3 separate regions of the Sus scrofa genome follow, and regions 2 and 3 are each linked to region 1. A link is a contact called in public Hi-C and HiChIP or PLAC-seq data. All regions are on one chromosome and are shown on one strand. Each heading gives the region's core, a stretch centred on a gene start, on an enhancer-like site or on the middle of the called end of the contact. The rest is flanking DNA. Distances are from core to core; before and after follow the strand shown.

The links. A called contact is a pair of places that touch in the nucleus more often than the background predicts. HiChIP or PLAC-seq counts read pairs in DNA pulled down with a chosen protein or histone mark.
Region 2: a contact with region 1 is called in a Hi-C map of embryonic fibroblasts, with 2.2 times the contacts expected there. The contact joins two enhancer-like sites. A contact is called at or near these places in 2 of 47 Hi-C or Micro-C datasets (embryonic fibroblasts and heart right ventricle).
Region 3: an H3K27ac HiChIP or PLAC-seq map of alveolar macrophages shows a contact between it and region 1. The contact joins two enhancer-like sites. A contact is called at or near these places in 3 of 47 Hi-C or Micro-C datasets (embryonic fibroblasts and fetal skeletal muscle) and 1 of 2 datasets of contacts at active chromatin or transcription factors (alveolar macrophages).

Annotation. Positions count from the first base shown.
Region 1 is chr14:35,913,111-35,916,280 of Sscrofa11.1, reverse strand. The region is part of intron 5 of C14H12orf49 (UPF0454 protein C12orf49 homolog); the gene reads right to left. Among named protein-coding and RNA genes, the nearest start is that of MED13L, 150 kb to the left of the region's middle. Within about 2 kb of position 1,695, at least 44 of the 83 cell types and tissues checked have an H3K27ac peak or open chromatin away from gene starts, as enhancers often do. A contact at or near this core is called in alveolar macrophages, embryonic fibroblasts and fetal skeletal muscle, where this site is marked.
Region 2 is chr14:35,752,207-35,755,376 of Sscrofa11.1, reverse strand. All of the region lies in intron 4 of C14H12orf49 (UPF0454 protein C12orf49 homolog), which reads right to left. Among named protein-coding and RNA genes, the nearest start is that of C14H12orf49, 48 kb to the right of the region's middle. Within about 2 kb of position 1,701, at least 16 of the 83 cell types and tissues checked have an H3K27ac peak or open chromatin away from gene starts, as enhancers often do. A contact at or near this core is called in embryonic fibroblasts, where this site is marked.
Region 3 is chr14:36,045,235-36,048,404 of Sscrofa11.1, reverse strand. All of the region lies in intron 5 of C14H12orf49 (UPF0454 protein C12orf49 homolog), which reads right to left. Among named protein-coding and RNA genes, the nearest start is that of MED13L, 15 kb to the left of the region's middle. Within about 2 kb of position 1,549, at least 17 of the 83 cell types and tissues checked have an H3K27ac peak or open chromatin away from gene starts, as enhancers often do. A contact at or near this core is called in alveolar macrophages and fetal skeletal muscle, where this site is marked.

The DNA.
Region 1 (3,170 bases), core at 446-2,945:
TGTTTCTACTCCTGGCTAATTTGTTTTCACCAAGTGCCAATCTGACAGGTCTGCAAACCTCCCTTCGAGTTGAAAATGAAGGTCTGCTGGCTCTGCTGTGGCAGGGTCTAGAAAGAATCTTTATTCAACTCGCATTCTCGAAATGACTCCTCTTTAAAAGTCTCTCCTCTGAGTCAGCTCTCCAGGATGCTGGAAAATATGTGGGAAGAGACCCCTGAGGGGAACTTCAATCTCGACAGTCACTCTCCCTGGAGCAGCTGTCCCTGCTCACTTCCTGCCACCTGCTCCCACTCTTCATGGCTGATTCTATCTTTTCCTTCATCGTGTCTAAAACGTCACCTCCTCAGAGAAGCCCTCCCAGACTGCTGGTCTAAGTGGCCTCTCCCACCATTCTTCTGGTCCTCATTTCCTGTTTGCTTCCTTCAGCACATTTAACCCAAGTTACAGTTTTAGGCATTCCTGTTAATATATTTGAGTACTTGTTGAATATTCCAGGTTTTCGGCAGTGGGGGGCGGGGGGGGGCAGCAGCACACATCAAGGTTTTCCATCCATCTATGTAACTCAGCTCTGTCAGTGTTTAGCACTTAGTAGGTGCTCAGTGCGTTTGGGATGAATGAATGAAAACCTTGTTCAGAGCAGCAAAGGAAGCCCAGGAAGCTGCTTTTTGGCAGGGAAAACATGCCGAACCAGAGGATCCTCCTGCAGGGAGCTGACTTCATCTGCCTTGTTTCCATCCCAAACTTGTCCAAGAGGCTACAGGGCTGCATGGAGGGTACTATGTGTACAACTATTTTTGCAGCTTTTCAGACTTGCGAACAAGCTGCCTTCCCAAGAAAACACATTACACAGTGCCTCCCCCCGCCCCGCCCCTCACAGGGCCAGTGTCCCAAAGATCAGCCCTTTGTTTATGATAATAAAGCAGGGGCCATGGCAACGCACTGTGATGTCATGGGAGTGTGAGGTCATAAATCCTTCCAGAGGAAGAATGGGACAGAGCGGACACAATGGACTCTGGCACCCCCCTTTTGCCCCCCCAGCCTGGCTGGGGCTGTTGCTGGATATGTTTTTCTAGTACCAAGTGGCTCATTTCTTTTTCTTTTTTTTCCTTTCCCCTCTCTTTTTTTCATTCCTCGGGGTGGGGGGAAGGAAAATTAAAATAAATAAATAAAAGTTTTAAAAGACTCTGAGTGGAAAGATTTGTCCCAGGAATTTCCTGTTGGCTAATGTCCAGTTAGCAGGGAATACCAGCAATAATGTGAACAATGCCCGCTCGTCCCAGACCTGCCACGGGAAAACGAGCCCGATTCTCCAGTTTTGTGGCAGAAATAAGGCAAAGCCCTTGGAGAGTTATGGGCTCGGGACCAAGGGGTTTGCAAGGAAATCTTTCCTCTTTTTCCTCCTTTGTCTTTCCTTACACTTAATCCTTCTCCTTCTCTCTCTCTCTCTCTCTCCATCTCCGTTTTTCTTTTCCTTCATCTCAATCCGTCCTGCCTTCTCTGAGACCAGTTCTCTGTTTCCCCTCGACTCTCAGGCTGTCTCCTGCCATCTCGGCCCCATCTCTTTCTCAGTCTGCGTTACTTTTCTTTCTCCTGCTGCGTCTGTCTGAATCTCCCCATCTCTGTCTTGGTCAGCCTCACTGTTCCTGACTCACTGTTGAGCGTGCTCTCTCTTGCTCACTTTCCTCCCGTACTTCCCCTGTGCTCATGTTACTATAACAAATCAACATTTCTGACTCAGAGGACTGAAGGGTAGGCCCGCTGCCCGGGCTTTGTGATCTGCAAGCTGAGCAGCCAGGGGGCCAGTTTTCCGGCTGGGGGCTCCAAGTGGCAAGAGGAGCAGGGACGCGGGACATCTGCACCCGCTCAAGGAACACTTTGGGCCTGGGATTTGGAAGCGGCACAGGCAGCTGCAGAGAAGGCAGCCCACCGTCTTCTGGGGCCTACAGACCTTTCTCTGATGCCCATTTGGTGGGGGAGGGCGGGCAGTGGGGAGGAGGAAACTTCTAGTATTTGGCCACGGCAGGTCCCTTGTCTTGCCCAGAGCCTCCTTCTGACAACCTATACGATGTGCTCCACCAGCCCCCATATTTAACCTAAATCCAGGTTTTTTGCCTTAAACTTATCAATGTTTGGGCTGGATTCTTCTTTGTGGCGGGGACTGTCCTGTGCACTGCAGGATGTTTAACAGCATCCCTGGGCTCTACCCACTAGATGCCCGTAGCATCCTCCTCCCAAATTATGACAACCACAAATGTCACCAGACATGGCCAAATGTCCCTTGTGGTGGGGGTAAATCACCCCTGTTTAAGACTGATGGCTCTAAGCCATCCTGCTCTTCTCCTTCTTCCCAAATTCCTCACTCCCATTTTTTCCCTTGCTAAAATCATCCAAGGCTCCCTGTTATTATTATTACTATTATTTTTTACTATGTATATCATAGTGCACATCCATCTGGAACTTTCTACGTGGCCAGGGACTGGGCTAAGTGCCTTGTATATATATGAAGTAATTTCCTAGTACCTATCTCCTAGGGCCGTGGTGAGATCCTCATGACAAAGCCACGCCCCTCACCCCAGAGCTAAGCCAGTAGGTATTGTTATTATTGCTGTTCTCTGTGGGTCTTAGTTTCCCTAAGCCTTTTCTTGCCTCTGTGCTTTTCACCTGCCTTCCCTCGGCTTGCTCTGACCCCATCCTCTCCCTCCACCTGCCTGGCACCTACCCCCTCTTCCCCAGGACCTGATTCTAATCTGAGCATCTTTGGGCTCCTCCACTGGAGGCTCCTCTCTCTTTTTAAGCAGTTCCCAGCTGAACAGCCCCAGGGGAAAGCTGGAAGCTGGGGTGGGGCGCAGGGGCGATGGCTGACTCATCCGTGTCCCAGCAGTAGATGGGTTTGGGGCTTGGTGACCACTGAAGTTTCTGATGAAAGTAGGCCAGGTACTTTGGGTGGGAGGCCTGTGACAGGGGCATAAAGAAGAGGAGGAGCCAGCCCGCCTCCAACTCCCCTCACCCGTTACGGTCCACATGGCCCAGCCACGCTGTCTTACTGGCTCCATGTGAACCAAGCCTGGCCCATCAGGGGAAGACCTGGCTCCCCAGCCACAGTAATGGACTCAGGGATGGGCACAGAACTCAACTTGGTTCAATGGCATTTTTCTGGAACAAAGTGGACT
Region 2 (3,170 bases), core at 452-2,951, 160 kb after region 1:
AGGAAAGGCTCACAATGGACCTGAGAGAATGGACCATGCCAAACTTCTCCCCTTGGGGAGCAGGGGGGAGGGGACAGCGGAGATGGAGCGTAAACAAACATTTCCTTGTCTGGTAGGTCATTTTGAAATTATGTGCAGGTCAAGCACTTTAGACTCCCGGAAGTCAGAAAATATCTGCTTCCAGAGGCCATTAATGCTCAAGGGCCCCCTGGAGTGAAGGGGGACTTTCATTAGTGGGTCCTGTCCTATACGGGCAGGAAGCGTGCTAAGTGACAGTCCGGAGTGAAACAACGGAGCAAGCAAAAAGCAAGGGGGAGGGGCGCTGATCTCAGAGTTCAGAGAAGAGGGAGGGAAAAAAACAAATATATCCTGAATTCGAGGAACTGGCCAAGTGCGGCTGGAAGCCCTGGGCAAGGTGCTTCGGGGAGAGGGCTGAGAACTCTGACTTTCTTCTTTCAGGGAGGGACTTGGCAAGGGCTGGAAAGTGTCCTTGTTCCTCATTCATCGGGACAGTCTACACTGCCACTGGCACTCTGGCTGACAGAAATGTGTGCAGCTGGTTGGAGGACAGCAGGAGAGCGTTAAGAGAAAGCAGATGAGGCTGCCAGATGTGGGACTTGGTTCTTGACACCTGGCTGCCCTCATTTGTTTCCATTCAGCAAAGATGGCAGGGGCTGTTCAGTCCACTTTCATCGTTGGGGTTGTATCGATGGGTTTGGAGAGGGAAGAGGATAAAGGGGAAGCTTGACTGGCAGCCAAAAGGAAAACTTAACAACACATACACACAACCTCCAATTGGTAGCAAACAGGATGGACGGGTGGCTGCAAGCCAAGACCCTCTGGGGTCACACCGAACTCAGGCTTGGTGGCACAACAGCCGGGCTGCTTCTCTTTGCCGGAATGAGGCAGATTATGGTAAGAGGCATTGTCATTCTTAAAATTCCCCTGTCCTCACAGATCTAAAATTAACAAGACTATTTATAGTGCTGGATATGGATCTGGAACAGAAATATGGATTTATATTATATGAGTAAATAATATAATAAAGAGCCGGTGATCCAATGTATGAACTGCAGTTATCTCTGCCTATGGCAACCGATTGCCAATGCATTTAATAGGTTGTAATTATCAGTAATTATGTCTGTGTCCTCTGTATTCAAGGATGACTGATATTGTCCCTATATGTGGCAAAGAGCACCAAAGAATGAACCATGTAATCATTTACTTTAAAGAGCTTTTTGAGATATCATTCGCATACCATACAATTCAATGGTTTTTGGTATATTCACAGGGTTGTGCAACCATCACCACAATCTAACTTTAGAACACTTCTGTCTCCTCTAAAAGAAACCCTATACCAATAGCAGTTAGTCCTGGGTTCCCCTTTCCTCCATTCCCTGGAAACCACTAATCTCCTTTCTGTCTCTATAGCCTTGCTTATTCTATATATTTCATATAAATAGAATCACACAATGTGGTCTTTGAGTACTGGCTACTTTCACTTAGCATGTTTTCAAGGTTCATCTATGCTGGAGCATCTATCTGTGCCACATCATTCATTTTCTTTGCCAAATACTATTCCATTGTATGGATATGTCACATTTTTGTTTATTGATTCATCAGCTGATGGACATTTCAGCTGTCTCCACCTTTGGGCTACTGTGAATCACACTGCTAGGAATGCTGGCACACTCAACCAAGTAACATCGAAAACTGTGATTATCCCACAACTTCATACCCTGCATATCTTTCTTCTGACCTAACAGTGTATGAAAACATACTAAGTTTTCCATTCTATCTTTTCCTAAAAGGGAGTTTTGTGTGAAGGGATCATGGCAGCCTATGAGTTGGAATAGGGGAATTTTGAAGAGATAAGACCTGAATGATTTGGAAAAATAAAATTGCTGAGCTAGGCAATGCTTCTTATGTGACAACTTTGTACTGTGTGTTCATTTGCACATCTGTACACTCACAAGACAGGCCACATGAAGAAGGTGCAAACCTGGGGCCCAGAGGCCAAGTTCATCCCCCTGGACCCGGCATACTGTGTTGGGCCAGCGTATTACCTTAAAATTCCTGAATCCAACATTTTAAAAATTACTTTAAAAAATCTTGATTTCTGCTTTCTCTTGAGAATGTAAGAGCTCTGGCCTCACAAATACTCAAGGCCAGCATCTTCCAGTTGCCAAGACCCCATAGCTCCCTTTGGTCTCCAAGGCTCTGAGGCCAGGCTCCACTGTCATAGATCATTTACATGCACTTTTGTTATTCTGATGATAGAGAATCATTTCTCTAGAGCCAGGCCTCCACTGAACATGAGAAAATCTAGCTGAGCAAATGGAAAAAGCATATTTCTTCATGGAGAAAAAGACTTCTTTTTTTATTTAATACACACAAATCACATATGTATGGTTGATATAGATAGGACACGCTTTTCCTGTCTGATGCGTATCTGTCCTCTAAAGGGGTTAGAGTCTTCGCTCTAGGCCTGCAGCCTTCTCAAATGTGTTGGTGGCATCTCTCCTGTCTGAGTATATCTCCTATGTTCTGTAAAGACCATTCCTCTAATTTCATTTTGTACCCACTGTCCTGAGTTCCCTGAAGCACCTCATCAAGATTATTGCTCAAAGATGCCTCAATATAGAACAGGCTGCCAATTCCAAAGAAATCTTTGAAGATGATAATGTGTCTTTATTAAGCACTTGCTGTATGCGTAGGTCTGTTCTAAGCTCCTTAGTTCCTCAGGTACTCCGGTTTTCACCTACCCCATGACAAACAAGCTAAGTGAGTTGTCCAAAGTCACCCAGTAAATGGTGAAGCTGGGATGTGAAGTTAGGCAGTCATATTCTGGAACCCACTCTCTCCACTACTAGTCTAGGTGACTATTCTAGATTGATTGATTTTCCTTGAGTGTGAGGTCTCTTTTTTAACCAAGTGAGAGAAACCAAGGCATGGAAGTGGCCCAAGTCTTACCCAGGATCAAATAAAGCCAGAGTACCCAGGACTTTCTTCCATATGAACCAGAAGCGAGTCTCCTGGTTTGTCTCTTACAGGTTTTTAATTTTGATTCATTCAGACCTTCCCATTCCAAGCCCATCTTTCCTTTCTCAATGTCAGAGGTTTTGGGGATAGTGATAGGTAACATTTTGAGTGGTACAAGAACGCATTTA
Region 3 (3,170 bases), core at 300-2,799, 130 kb before region 1:
GCTGTGGCTTGCCATAGGCTGGCAGCTATAGATCTGATTTGACTACTACCTAGCCTGGGAATTTCCAAATATCATGGGTTCAGCCCTGAAAAGCAAAAAAAAAAAAAAAAAAAAAAAAAAAATCTGAGCTAGAAAGCAGATCAGCAGTTGCCTGGGTACTGGGATGTGAAGCAGGCAGGAGGGATGACAAAAGGGGACATGGAAACTTTTGTGAGTGACAATATACTAGTCATCTTGATTGTGGTGATAGTTTCACAGGTACATACCTATGTCAAAACTTATCAAATTGCAAATTTTACTTATTATTTATTATTTTTCTTGGCTTCTTTATTATTTTTATATTGCTTCTGCAGAAAGCATGTTATCTGAGGTGGGTAGAAGGCTGGGACTGCCCTGAGTTCATGCCTCAGCTCTGATTCTCTTTAACTTTGTGGCGCTGGGCAGATGAATTCCCCTTTCTGAGCCTCAGTTTTCTTATCTGTGAAATGGGGATGGCAGGTAGTATTGTCCCTAGAGTGCTTATGAGGATTCACAAAATGAAGGCAGGAGGGGCTTAGCACACTGTATGGCACACAGCAGTCACCGAATACAAGCTTATTTTATTTTATTTTTTATACAGTAGTTAGGAAGGTGAAGAGCCTGGACTCTGGAGTCAGGCTGATCCAAATTCAAATCCCAGACAACTGCCCCCGGGCAAGTGACTTAATTTCTCCAAGTTTCCGTTTCCTCCTCTACCAACCAGAGATGAGAAAAATGCACTGGTCAACAGCCTAGCAGGAAACGGGGCACACTGAAACCATATAATCTAAGGAGCGTTTAATAGAGAGACTATTGGCAGAGGTGTGGGCAGGGTTTACGGAGAGCAGGAAGGCATAGTACAATACCTGGGGCCAGCAGAGGGAGGATCTATTCTCACCCTGCCTCTGCAGGAGTAAGGAAAGGGGTTCATTCCAGAACCTGGAAAGGGAAGCTGTTTGGAGAGCATCACTTAACAGCAGCTATGGAAGAGGCACCCCCAGCCCATAGCCACACAGCAAGGAGGAGTCTGGGGGATCAAGTCCTTGTCTCATTGTCTTCCTTTCTCTGATCTCTCTCCAGTGCCTCTTCTGTTCCTGGGCAAACCCAACCAGAGGCCAGAGTACATGGCAGCCCACAATGCTATCCACTGCAGTCAGCCTCCTGGACTCAGAGCAAGGGGTGAAAGGGGCAAGGAGACCTAGAGGGGCAAAGAGATGAAATCCAATACACAAAGGTCCCACCTCATAGGATTAACAGGATTAACTGAATTCACATCCTTAAGGCATTCAGCACGAATAAGGCTTTGCTAAGTGGCAGCCTGTGGTTACCCCAGAACCCACCCTAGTTTGGGCTCTTGAGGTTGGTACTGGGCCAGTCTTGACCCAACCTATAGTGCTGGGAAAGGAACTGAGCTGATCTTCTGCTACATTCTGTGTTTACTTAGAGAAAACTTGGCAGCTGAGAGCAAGAAGAGGTTGACTGTGGTTTTCTGCAACAGCTGGGGGGTGGAGGAGAGGCGGAGAGAGGGGAGCTGGAATCTATTAGGACTCCTGAAAGCCAAGAGACCCCAGAGCCCAGGAATCTGAGAAGAGTCCACGTCGAAGGCCGTGTTTGCCTGCATTCTCTTTCCAAGGGGGCTGCAGGTCTGGGGGCTGAGCCATGCATCCTGGGACCTTGTCCCCTGGAGGTAGGGCCACAGGGCAGCCCCCAGTGCCGGCCATGTGGAATGTGCCACTCTTGGAACCGAGGTTTTTTGCTTTTTAAAATTGGCTTGTAAATCTGTATATAGTTTTCAGGGCTTAGGAATTTTATTTTATCTGGATTAAAGTCATGTTCTGCTTTGGCATTGGAAGGCGATTATGACTGTTAAAACAAGAAATGAAAAATATAGGCCTGGAATCAGCAAGGCTGCCTCCTGCCAGACTCATAGGGATTTGTCTTGGGGGCCAGGCTGAAGGTTTCCTGCCCCCTCTCCCCTGACAGTTCTGGTCTTTCTTGGTAAAGCTAGAGCTGACTGAATCTGAGCAGTGAATACAATGGCTTAGGAGGGAGGGGTCCATTAGGAAGAAAACCTTTATCTTTGCTTAGGTGAACTTTACCACTTTCCCCTCATTCTCTGTTTCCCTCTCACAGCACACCCTCTAGGGCATTGTTTAAAGGACTTTCTCACTGTCACTGTCACTTGGCTTCACTTGGTCTGGGGGCAGATGGCTTAAGACTCTTATTTCATCATGTTGGCATAACTTTGAACTTCCCAAACTGCAGTTTGGGGCAAGACTGAAATCACTGAGGCTCCAGCTTCCTTGGCCTACTTTGTCACCTTCTCTATTCCCTCTTGCTTTTAAAGCACACATACACACACACTTCTTTCCTAAGGGCAAAAGTTATACTTGATCCATGAAGACCACTTGGAAGGCAAAGGAAAAAAGCACCAAGGTGGGGAAAAGCATAATATTACGAGAGAATATCACTCAAGCTTTTGGCGAAGATTGTTCTAGTATTTTTCCTCAACATCTATCTAGCTGTCATTTTTAATAGTATCACAGGCTACGTGCAGGCTTGTTGCCTGTGTTTTCACTTATACGTCATGAGCTTTTTTTTTTTTTTTTTTTTTTTTTTTTTTCTGGTCTTTTTAGGCCTGCACCCATGGCATATGGATTTTACCAGGCTAGCCGTCTAATCAGAGCTGTAGCTGCCAGTCTACACCACAGCCACAGCAACGTGGATCCGAGCTGTGTTTGTGACCTACACCACAGCTCACAGCAATGCAGGATCCTTAACCACTGAGTGAGGCCAGGGATCGAACCCGCAACCTCATGGTTCCTAGTCGGATTTGTTAAGCACTGAGCCACGAAAGGAACTCCTGTCTTGAGCATTTTTTTTGTATTCCTGTAGATAATGTGCTGTATTTTACAACAATAACAATAATGATTGACATTCATTAAGGGCTGCCGTTAAGAATTCAGTCTTTGTAGCCAGGGAGATTTGGGTCCCAATCTTGGCTCAGTTTTTAGCTGAATCTTTGGGGAAGTTACTTAATCTTACTGGGCCTGAGTTTCCTCATCTATAAAATGGGGCTAAAGGGTCATCTACCTCAGAGGAGAGGTAGCTGTGAATTCTAGCAAAGAAATAAAAGCCTGGGGAACAAGCAG